2 separate regions of the Rattus norvegicus genome follow, and region 1 is linked to region 2. The links are chromatin contacts, called in public Hi-C maps. All regions are on one chromosome and are shown on one strand. The core of a region is the stretch at or near the end of the contact, and the rest is flanking DNA. Distances in the headings are between cores, read along the strand shown.

Region 1 (6,334 bases), core at 2,899-5,398, 980 kb before region 2:
ACTGCTCTTCCAGAGGTCCTGAGTTCAATTCCCAGCAACCACATGGTGGCTCACAGCCATCTGTAATGGGATCCAATGCCCTCTTCTGGTGTGCATGAAGACAGCAACAATGTACTCATATACATAAAATAAATAAATATTTAAAAAAATAAAGAAAGATTCAAATCCAAATTTTGTGTATGTGCTTGTGCGTGTGCATTCTATCTCAGGAGTAGCTCTCGATGGGTATTAGTAGAGCTGGTTGGGACACACATATTATTCTGTATGTCAGATTGTCTAGAATTAGAGATCCATTTTCTTGGCTAAGACAGAACTCAGTTTCCAAAGCCTCACCTTCTCCGACTCCTGTAATGTTAGGGGTGGCATATGTGTGTATGTGTATGTCTTATGTGCAGTGGCCAACGGACAACTTGGTTGTCCTTCAAAAGCCATCTTCCCTTTTTCTTCAGCTCCTTTTCTGGGTTACTGGCCTGGAATTCACTAAGACTGGCTGGCCCGTGAGTCCCAGGTGAAGATCCATCTCTGTCTCCCAACGCTGGGGTTACAAATGCACAGCATCAGGCCCGAGTTCAGGGAATTAAACTTGGGTACTTGCTCTTGTGAAATAAGGCCCTTTGCGGGAGAGCTGTCTCCTCCCTCTCATTTTCTTCTTCACAAGCTGAAGCCCACCGATAAGGATCTGACTTCAGTCTTTCACTCAGGCCTGAGGCGTTTAGGAGAAGCTGATCTGCTAGCTCCTACAGACCAGGACCCCAGAGCTGCAGACAAGCAGGCCCCTCTCAAATGGAGAGGAAACTGGAAAGGAACGTTTTATTTAGATGTGTGAAGATTCAGCTTCCTCTGGAAGGCCAAGAGAGGTCTGCAAAGACTAAGCAACTTTTTGTTGTTGTTGTTTGGGTTGTTTGTTTGTTTGTTTTTATTGGATATTTTCTTTACTTAACATTTCAAATGTTATCCCCTTTCCTGATTTCCCCTCTGAATCCCCCTATCGCTTGCCCTCTCCCCTTTCACCTATGAGAGTGTTCCTACTCACCTACCCACTTCCTCTCATCTCCCTGTCCTGGCATTCCCCTACACAAGGGGTGGGGTGGGGGTGTAGGTGGGAGGTGGGGGGTTGAGTGGGGTAGGGGTTGGGGGTTGGGGGGTGGGTGCGGGGTGAATAGAGCCACCACAGGATCTAGGCTTCTCCTCTTATTGATGCCCGAATAAAGCTATCCTCTGTTATATATATATGGCTGGAGCCATGGTCCCTCCATGTGTAGTCTTTGGATGGTGGTTTAGTCTCTGGGAGCTGGGGGTGGGGGGGTGGGGTTGGTTGGTTGATATTATTGTTCTGCTTATGGGATTGAAAACCCCTTTAGCTCCTTCAGTCCTTTTTCTAACTCCTCCTTTGGGGGCCCCATTCTCAGTCCAATGGTTGGTTGAGAGCATCTGACTCTGTATTTGTCAGGCTCTGGCAAAGCCTCTCAGTACACAGCTATTATCAGGCTCCTGTTAGCCTGCATTTCTTGGCATCCACAATATTGTTTGGGTTTGGTGACAGTATATGGGATGGATCCCCGGATGCGACTCCTTGAAGGGATTGACATAAGGGGCCTGTCTCTGGAGGAACTTTGTACAGGACCCTTCCTCGTCCTCGGGGCTCCCCGTGGGTGATGGGCAGTCCTGTTTGGTCGAGCATCCATGGGGTGTTCAGAGAGATGGCGAGGCTGCAAACTGACTTCTTAAGTGCTGCTTCCCTATAAGACTGAGGGAATTGGGAGTGGGGATAAAGGGTGTGCTGCTCTCTGTGGGACTGACCGTAGATCTTAAGAGCGTGCTTTCCAGCGAGGGAGACCCTATTCTGACCGCACATTACTTTAAGCTAACGTGGCAGACTGGCTGGGAGGTGGCTACTGGAGCAGGGCCCTGAAACACTGAGTAATTCTAGGATGGCTGGGACTGAAGGCGGCATTCCAGACACTTCCACGTTGCCTTAATGCTTAAAAAAAGAGGAAAAGAAAAAAATATCCGTCCACTCCCCAGGCCAAGTAGTGGGAGGCAGAGCCTTGGCTCAGAAACAAGACCCATCCCTTTTATGGAAGGACATTGCTGGAAAGTTCCACCACAGAGGGAAGCTGGGGCTAGCTCTGTATACTTTACTGAAGGGGGGGAGGACCACTTGAGGAGGCGACTGATGCGGGTGGGAGTGGTCGAAGGGAGCCCCGCTTATTTTCCTCCAGATTCTCTATCTACGTCATTCTTGACTTATGAGAAAGGCTTGAAAGCCATTGTCGAATCTCCTCCGAGGAAACGACTGAACACTTTTAGGGAACTTCCAGAGTTGTGTTAGGAACTGTGGATTGCCGAAGAAAGGGAAGGAAACAAAAAGAAAAACAAAAACAAAACAAAACAAAAAAACAGAACATGGGATTTAAAAGAAGCAAAACGAAATTTATCGCATACCAAATTCTATGTCTAACGAAACAGCACAGCCAAGAAAAACTGGCCGCTGTCACTGTCCTCTGGATGGGTGTTTATTTATTGGAGAAGACGAAGCTACAATTAAAGGAGGGAAGGGGCCCACGTCACGATGTTATTGGAGTCAAGCAGATTGACTGCCTGGAGTGACAGGCCTGGCTGTGTGGAGCACGGAGGCCACGGGTGGGGTCAGAGACTCGAGAACATCCAAAGCACAGACGCAGCCTGAGTATCGATTTTAAATTGAATTCCAGGTTTTAGTGCAATTAAAAGCTACTGCGAGGATTTGAGGAGAGAAATGGTTTGATCAAATTATTAGAGCAGCATGGTTTTTATATTAATTAAGACGGACCAGGGGGATGAGAGGATCAGCAAGCGAGGTAATTCACTAACCGAATAAGCTCGGGAGCCCAGAAGGCCTTTGTGAAATCGACAAATTAAAGCTACAGTGTTGTCTGACATTACAGGCAAGAAATGGTTTTTTTTCTCCCTTCATTAATTTTATCTGATTCACTCAACTTGTTAGTTCTGACAGACTCGGATCATCAGCCTGATTACTTCCCTTTCATCCGTCTATAAACACCAGCACCACACCGTTTGTTTTGTTCGGTTATGGGTATGTTCTGGTCCACAGGTGAAGCAAAAATGACAAGCGAAATGTGCGGATGAAGGGTATGGGGTTGTTTTACTACCTTATCTCAAAGAGGGGAGTTTGTGTGTCTTTCCCTCATCAACAGCCTTAGTCCGATTGGGGATTTTTAGTCTGAAATCTGAATGTGCTTATCAGCTGGGAAAAATCTGACATTTATCGTCATTTATCGTGTGTGTGTGTGTGTGTGTGTGTGTGTGTGTGTGTGTTTGTGTATGTATGTATGTGTGTGAGAGAGAGAGAGAGACAGAGACAGAGACAGAGAGCCAGATAGACAGATAGACGAGAGACAGAGAGACAGAGACACATAGAGAGAGACACACAGAGAGAGACAGAGAGAGAAAGGGGGAGAAAAATTGGCAGTATTATTGAGCAACAAGTTTGCTTATTTATTGCTTCAATCCACCCCCACCCCCCCACTCCAGGTTGCAGACTTTCTCATGAGCCCCCAAGGGACATCTGGCTAATTTTTAAAAGATAATTTTCCAAAGTACTGCCTCTCACCATAGAAAATGCCATCGAATATGCCACGTAGGTTTTCTGGGTCATAAAGGCTGAGGAAAACCAGTTGGTTACGTTTGCAGCTTTTTTCTTTTTGCGGTTCTGGGTGGTACAGCCCAGTTGCCAACGTTATCCGTTCCTCCTTCTGGGAACAGCCTTAATTGTACTTGGCTTGGCTGACACAAAAGGCCTCTGAAAAATATGAGGCTGATCCCTCTAGTGTTGCTTTGTGAAGACTACAGTACTGAGTACTGGATAGAGGAACACAGCGGCAGAGTGCAGAGAGTGGCTGGAAAATCAATCTGCTTTAAAACACATTGTTGCAATGTCTTTCTACAAAATGTCATGGAACAGTACAGGGTTTCTAGCCAGAGAAAATGCAGGCCCGTTGCTACATCTGCAAGGACAGGATGGATGTTCATTGTTGAGACTTACCAGAAGGAACAGGAAAGAATTGAAATCATGTTGGCCAGAGTTACCAGAGGAGCCAGAGCAACTAAACTTGCCTTGCTTTCAGAAATGAATTCACAATCCTGGTTAGGACTGTCTGGCTACATTTACAGGCTTCCACCGTCATAAAAAGAGATGAGATTTCATACACTTCTGCAATCTTTCTCTGACGCCCCCTGATGTTCATACCCTTGTATGTATCTTCTTCCTGTTTTTCTTTGACATTTTCTTTTACGTTCAGACATTTGTTAAACTGCTCTTCTGTTCCAGACACCGAAGATAGAAAAATGATAAGATACAGTCACTTGCCTGGACATACTTTATCATCCCTCTGGGTGACAAACTCTTAGTGACAATAGAGATTTATATGTACTGCCCAGGACACAGGGGAAATGGTATTAATTATTAACGCTAGTTATAGTTATCAAGGAAGATGAGAGATTTGAGCTGTGGTCTGAAGCATAAGCAGATGTTAGAGTCCTCATTAGAGGCAATTCATTGTTGGACATCATTGACTGATCCTTGGTCAATACCAGTTTGGTCCAGTTTCTGGGGAAATCCATTATGTGCTATGGGCAGCTAGTTTTTTTTTTTTTGTTTTTGTTTTTTCTTGTTTTTTTTTTTTTTTTTGGTTTGTGTGTGTGTGTGTGTGTGTGTGTGTGTGTGTGTGTGTGTGTGTTTTGTTTGTTGATGATGATATAAGCCTCAGTTCTTCCTCCACAGCAATTCTTTTCTGTTCCAGTGTCCCTTACTCTGCATGTGCAATAAAAGGAGCTCCATGGCAGAAAGGCCAGCTCTCCCTTAAAGGAACGTAAAATAAAACTGGGTGCTTTTAGACTGCAGCAGCTCTGGGTTCCAGCAGAAAGGGGGTGGGTGATAGTGTCACAAGGGGGACCCTGATCCCTTGTGGAGATAGAAGTGGGGTCTGTTAGAGGGAGTCAAGTTATTAGAAATGATTTTATTTTAGAGTCTCTTTCGGTTGTAAGAGCCTATAAACAAAATTTCATATTTATGTCTAAAAAGGACTAATTACCCCAGAGAGTCTTGATGAGCTCAAACCCACCTTGTAGCCCAGCACACATGATATAGTCACCAGACATCACCTTACAAATCCTTTAGAAAAATGACACCCCGCCATGGTCATCCTGTTATTGGCAATGAGGTTGATAGGGAAATTCATAAGCATGCAGGCAGTTTACAAAGGCTCTCTTGGCTTGTAGCAAAACAAATCAAGATCATTTTTGTATATTACATAAGACATATTATCAACAGTCACTGCATTTACATTTGGACATGTGCAGTCAAAACCAAACCACAGTCACAAAGTCTAGGAGCATATTAAGGGTCCTAAGAAATTGTGGGATGCAAAATTAGGCCATGATTCAGTGTGAATGAATGTCAATAGAGTATGCAAACTATATTTTATATGCTGTTAAGGGTAATGCTATTATTGTTTTATGAAGACTTAACTCTAGTATTTTAGTAGCACTCTGTGATTATAAGAACAATACAGTTTAATAGCCAAGGTATCAGAGTATGAACACAATGAAATTACTCACATGGGAAATGCCACTGGAGGCGGGATTGAACTACAGAGTAAATAGAAAAGCTGAGAAGCAGGGATATAAGTGAATGCTGCTTGCTTCTTGTTCTAGTGTTCACTGGACACCAGAGCTTCCTCTCCTCTCTCTTCTGTACTGAGATGACGCTGAAACACGGGCAGCACCCTGGGACCTTCAGGATTTTGACTCCTCGGTGAAATCACAGTTCACGCTGCTACAATCATCCCTCCCATCTAAGAAACTTTTCATCTTCCATCTCAGAACAGATGGTGCCCAAAATTAACTCTGAAACAATAATTGTAAAAACTGAAAGGAAATGTACCTTTTGTAGGCGTCCAGGCATTAAACATAGAGGGAGCATAACACATGAGAAACATACGTTAGGCAAGGATGCCCCATTTTTCTGCACTGTCGAACTTCCAAGAACATGTTTTCTATAAACTCAGTCAAGCTCAGGGGCATCTTTAGAGGGTCCCTTGTCTCCCAATGTTGCGTTCTGTCTTTCTCTTTTTCTTTTATAAATATTTTTAAAAATGTAATCCCATCTATACATATTTATATTCTTTTTACACTACAGTTTCTTTGTGTACATATTATGTCTTTTAAATTAGTGGGTTTTTTTTGTTTTTTTTTTATGGGAGTGTGAGGATGAGTAGGTCTGTTTCTTGTGTCTTCTCTTGGGCTCTTCTTCTGCTGTTTGCTCTATTCAGTT
Region 2 (5,860 bases), core at 2,129-4,628:
TTGTTCAATACTATTAATTAGCTCTTGTTCAGCTTGAGGGTCGCTTGGCTGCTCTCGAAGTTCCCTGAATTCCTCCTTAAAAAAATAAAAAGATAAAAAAAATAAAGTCTTAATTATATATAACTGATAAGATTCCACCAGCATAAAAACAAATAATCTTGTATCTTCAATCATATACCTTCTGAGAACCATTCTGACCGAGAACACAAATGAATTAAATACCAGAAAACTAGAAAACAGACAAACGCTAAACACTGCTTTTCTATTGAAAAAAAAAATATCAGATTATATTTTGAACTGCTTGTATGCAGGAAGGTTAAAAGAATTTACATGTTTAATTTACACGCAAGCAAATACCTAAATCTATAATAATCACACATCACTGACTCACATTTTATCACACCAAAAGTATTCTAAAACCTATCTGACAACACATAACAAAAGCACCATCTCGATGGGCGCTGGGACCCAGCAGGACTGGAACTCTGTGCAGTGAGCATCTCATTCTGCTAGGAAACAGAGGGCAGCAAGGATCCAGCTCAAGAACAGGGTTACAAGCTTCCTCCCTATGTCCTATGATGCTCCTCCAACGTGTACTAACACTGCAATCCATGATCTGGCTGTGGAGCCAAGCTGAGTACTAGAGTCTTCCTCCCCAAAGCACAGAATGGTCTTCCACACATTTCCTCTAAAGAATCGTGACAGACAGATCCCTATCCCTAATATTAGTGTCTTTATGCTATGCAATTTCATTGATTTATTTGACAATCCCTTGGTTAACTAGAAAAATCTCCTCAATTTAGATATTTACTTCTTCCCACACTGGGAAACCACCACCAACAACAACAAAACAAAACAAAACGGGGAAACCAACCAACCCCACCATCATCACAATGAGAACAGCACTTCTGCAGCAGCAGAATTAACTGCTGGGAAAGGGAAGTTATTTGCAACTCTAACCTACTTGGCACCATGGACAGCAGATGCTCAACTTGGGGCTGGAGTGAAATCAACACCACCTGTGGAAGAAAAGCGTCTTCCCCTCATTCAGCGCAAATATAAGGTGAGAAGGATGAACTAGAAAGAGAACTCAGTTTTCTGGCAAACCTCCCTCCCTTAAAATGGCACTAGCATCTGAAATACAAGTTGGTAGCATTCAAAAAGAAATGGTGAACATTACTAAATAAGTAATATTGGAAACTATCATCTGTAGCTAAGTCCAAAAACTCAAAACCATGCAACCATCAAGCGTCCCTTCATCTTAAGAGAATGACCAGCACAGACCAGCGCAGACCAGCACAGACCAGCATGCTGATGCTTTCCTTCAGCCCAGAAAGAGTGGGCTGACCTGAGGGCAAAGACACTCCAGCTTTAGTTGCATCTCTACAACCTTGGAAATTTGATTTAGCTTCTTCACGCCTATTTTTTTATCCGCTTTAAAGTTATTAAAATTGCCAAAGGGGAAATGTTGTTTCATTTAAAAATATCTCACAAATGTACATTTCAAAAATATGATGGGTTTATAAAAACAGTACAATCTGTGTAAGCACACAAAGGTCAGATGCCGTTCCTTCCTGGAGATCTATTCAGTCAACATCAGAGAGCACAAAGAACCAACATGGAGAACTTCACACTCTAACACCACAATCCTAAATGACAGGCGGGGATAAAATGGAGCACGGCAGGGAAAGACACAGTACAGTGGAGCACTCCGAACAGCCAGCATGCCTCAATCTCTGAACAGCTATCTTACAGCAAGGAAAAGCTAAGTGCATTCCTGCTTATGATGAAGCCTGATTCTCAAGGATGGGTCTACCCTCCCTGCCACATTAACTGCAAATGGCTGCCTACTGCGGGTTCCAGGAAGGGCCCTCACATCTTCCTTTCAAAAGCTAATAACCATCTTGCAACTCTAACTTTGTTTCAAAAGGGTTGTTATGGTTACCCTGCTATGACTTCCTGTTGTTACCACCACCTTGTAAACTTAGGCGCTTATGGCTAACTTGTTAGGTTTATGTTCTGCTCCTATAACCCACCTATTCTGTCCACCAAATCCCTTATTTAGAAACCCTGAGCTTATTAAAATGAAAAACAAAACAAACAAACAAAAAACCTGCTTGTCCTCCTCACATCCAAGGCTGACCTCTCAAGCCCTACCTCAGGGGGAGGCAGCTTGTGTACACAAATTAAAAAGCTTGCTTTAATTAATTGCTTGCTTTAATTAGTTTGGCCTTGATGATTTGGGTCAGTGGTCTTTCTCCTATTAATACTCTACCCAAACCAGATACCCTGATACATCACTGTGACCCGATAAAACAGCCCTCCTTTCCGCCTATCTAGTGACTTCTCTATGAAGTGCACATCTGCGCTCATCCGAGGTGCAGTCGCTGCGCTGCAGCCCGACAGGCTCTGCCTCCACTTCATCACTCCCTGCACGCTTCCCTGGTGCTAGGCTGCCTGCCCAGTCACAGCCCACGCTGCAGATGCATCGTGATGCCCTGCAGTGCCAAAGCGCTCCAGGAATAATTAACAGGTCAATTTGTAATGCCACAGTGAATGATATTCAGAAAGAACACGAAACAAAAGCAGTTTGGTAAGCAACAAGGTCCATAAACTCATAATGCTTCTATTAATGAGAAACAACAAAAATATCAGATGACTTAAAAGTATTTTATGTATGCAAATGAGAAAAAATAAACACAAGCAGCTACACTGCATTTTTAATATAGCTGCTGCGTAATTTTGCTAGAGTTAAAAACTCACTTCCTAGCATGAGGGATGTACAAAAATATGCAATTCTGTATCTAAAACAGAATCAACAGGGTAATTTGTAAGTATGAGATATTTTATATAAAAAATGAACCAAAGACTCCCTACAAAAAATTTTAAGGCAAACAGAAAAAACTAAATCCATATAAAATTCTTTATTGCATATTAAAATACGTTAAGAAAACGGAGGTTACATTAATGAGATAGTTCAGGTAAGTTAGAATTAAATAGTTCAGTCTTGCTAACTGTTATATTATTAATGAAGTATAATGGTTTATTTTATAGTGAGGCTTACGATTTATAGAGGATAATTAAATGAGTATGAAGATTAGTGTAGTGTGAATGCTCTTTAAAATGTGAAATCCAAAACTAATTTGTCAACAAGTCAAGGCTATAAAATGCAACAAAACCTAACTGTCGATCAGTAAAATACAGAAAATGTACATCAATGCATCTCATAATTAAAGCTGGGAAGAAACAATTACAGTCATGGATTTGACAGCACATGAAAGAAACAAAAGCAGAGAAAGCAAAGGAACACATCAGCCCACAGTGCCATCAGGAGCTTGCTAGCCTGCTGCACAGGCTCCGTTAGCGTCCCTCGGTCAGCCACTGGAGCTACATGTAACAAACGCTGATTTCATTCTCTACATGGAAAACTCTCCTCCACGGCACAGCCAGTGGTGAGTAAAATTCGGCTTTGCCCGCAAGCAGTGACTAAAGAGGCTCGATGAACAATTAAACAGCAAGGCCAGCAGAGCAGAGGGAAGAAAGGAGACAAAAGACCAATGTACAAGTGCTCCGAACCTCAGGGAAAAGAGAGGCATTCGGAAGACAGAAGAGCACATAAAAATTCAAGTTTAAAGCGAGGACCAGAACAAAATGCAATTATGAATCCTGTAGGATCCTTGATTTGGAAAAAAAAAAAAAAAAAGGTACCATGCATGCTCACTAGGAAGCAGTAGGATGCAAGAAAACAAATTGGGACTTTTAAAACCACGCAAATGTATGGACATACATGTATATGCGCTAGAAGTATGTTTTCCTTTAATTAAAGTAAATAACATATGCCATTGTGGCAGACACTGTATCAAAAGTAAGCATCAATGTTCAATATTTTATTAACAGAATACAGCAGGCTGGATTATCTGAGCAGCCTGGCAGGGAAGCGCTCCTGGTGTGTGGCGGCTGTTTGCCGTCGCACGCAGGTTGAATACATTACCACCTAGCTGCTCCTCCATTCGATTATCTCGGAGGTAGATAAAGCTACCTGAACAAACAACATAAAACGTACACTGCGAACACAAGTTTATGAGAAATGAAGAAAAAGATTCGTAACATATTTCAGTCATTATTTCTGCATAGGCTGGGTTACTTCTTATCTAAACATAAAAACAAAAGGTTTTATGGGGATTCAAACCCATAAAACAAAGCAAGCCCTCAAATGAAGATTGTGAGGAAAACATTCCAAGATATTTTCGGTTTCTGAGGAACTAAATGATCACTTTAAAAAACAATTCCATACCTCGGGGTCATTTCTTAGGGAATTTATCCGTGGTAAAGGAAAAGAAGCCTCCAAGTTTTGCATTTAAGTACTACCTTCCAACTACCCAAAACCCCATACTCTCTGAGCCAAACACTTAATCCAGAAGTAACTAGTTATAACTGCTTCCTCACATTAAAGAAACAACACCTTGAATACATAACGATCAATTTTAGGTCTTTATTCAAACTAATTATATAACGTAAATTGACATAAATTCCTCAGTTCATAGGTCATGATCAAAGCTCTGCAGAAAATTAATATACTAAATACTGGAACCCCGACTTCCCTTTCCATATTAGATCATAGTTTACAAATGCTTGCTTTTCTACCTAGATGGCAGAATGCTGGGAGAGACAGAGACAGAGACAGACAGACTGACTGACTGACTGAGTGTTGGAAGGATGATAAGGAGAAATGTTGTAGCTCTAAGCACGCATTTCCTGTCTGTTTGTCTGTGTTTTAAGTGTTGGCATCCCTTCCTCAGTCCAGACGGCAAGGTAGAACCGACAGTCACAATGCTGCAGTCTCATAAAGCTAATATCCTGTTAGAGCCCTAAGTGAAAGCAAAAAAATTAATAAACTTAGTCACCAAATCCATATACAATGAACAGAAAAAAATATGGTTTTCAATATTTGATCATTATTATTAAAGTCATAAATCACTGAACAGATAGATATAGGGCTGATCTGCTTCCAAATGAAACAATTTCAAACCTATTTTCAGATCTCGGCTATCCTAAACCATGTACCACATAAGATTATAATGAACTGCCATATGTCTGATTACGTGGAGAAATGGTACAGTTCTTATATTCCCAGGAGAACAACAATAATAATCTATGAAATGTAGTGGCTTCCTTGGGTTGTTTCTGTACTTTTAAGTAAAGCAGGCTATAAAGGCCTTCCCTGTTTTCATCAGGTCTTCAGTGCCATCTAGTGGCGTACTGGTTACATTACAATTTGAAAGAAGGCTACAAGTAAATGATTTATGAACAAACACTCCTGCGAGGCTGTTAAAGTATGACTATTTTAATCCATACTTGAAATAAGATTAGGTAATAAAAGCATTTTAATCACTTTGTGGAAAAATTAAGTAATTAATAAAAACTGATTTCAACCATACAAATGTATTATATTGATCTACTTTAAAAAAAAATCACAAAAATCAGACACCATAAATTTCTTTTTGACCCTTTGCCAAATATTTGTGAGCAATTTCTTGTACAGCTAAAACGTAAACCCAAGTCTAGGATTCTATTATATTTTTATAAATTTACTGTATGAAAAAACACTGAAGATAGTAACATTGGAAACCTTAAAAAATGTAAGCTCTCTTTAAAAATAACGCTCGGCTTCGATGAATAGTAAGCGGTCTGCCACGACTGGAGTGCTAATACTGGAGCGAGGGCACGGCACACTCAGGGATTCAGACAGAGCCGCACACTGCATGCCTGCCCTGTTTTCCTTTAGCTCTTACAGTCTTTTAGACCCTCTTAGAAGAACACGATTTGCTAAGAGGAGCATCGCAGCCCCTCCAGCCTCAGT

Evidence for each region. A called contact is a pair of places that touch in the nucleus more often than the background predicts.
Region 1: a Hi-C map of Schwann cells shows a contact between it and region 2, with 9 times the contacts expected there. The contact joins two enhancer-like sites. A contact is called at or near these places in 2 of 12 Hi-C or Micro-C datasets (the Rat2 cell line and Schwann cells).

What each region holds. Positions count from the first base shown.
Region 1 is chr4:33,427,120-33,433,453 of GRCr8, reverse strand. No RefSeq gene overlaps it. Among named protein-coding and RNA genes, the nearest start is that of Col1a2, 88 kb to the left of the region's middle. Within about 2 kb of position 4,148, at least 16 of the 93 cell types and tissues checked have an H3K27ac peak or open chromatin away from gene starts, as enhancers often do. A contact at or near this core is called in Schwann cells, where this site is marked.
Region 2 is chr4:32,449,604-32,455,463 of GRCr8, reverse strand. Vps50 (VPS50 subunit of EARP/GARPII complex) reads right to left here. Exons shown (of 28, transcript NM_001173511.1): 3 at 1-75. Among named protein-coding and RNA genes, the nearest start is that of Vps50, 13 kb to the right of the region's middle. Within about 2 kb of position 3,378, at least 42 of the 93 cell types and tissues checked have an H3K27ac peak or open chromatin away from gene starts, as enhancers often do. A contact at or near this core is called in Schwann cells, where this site is marked.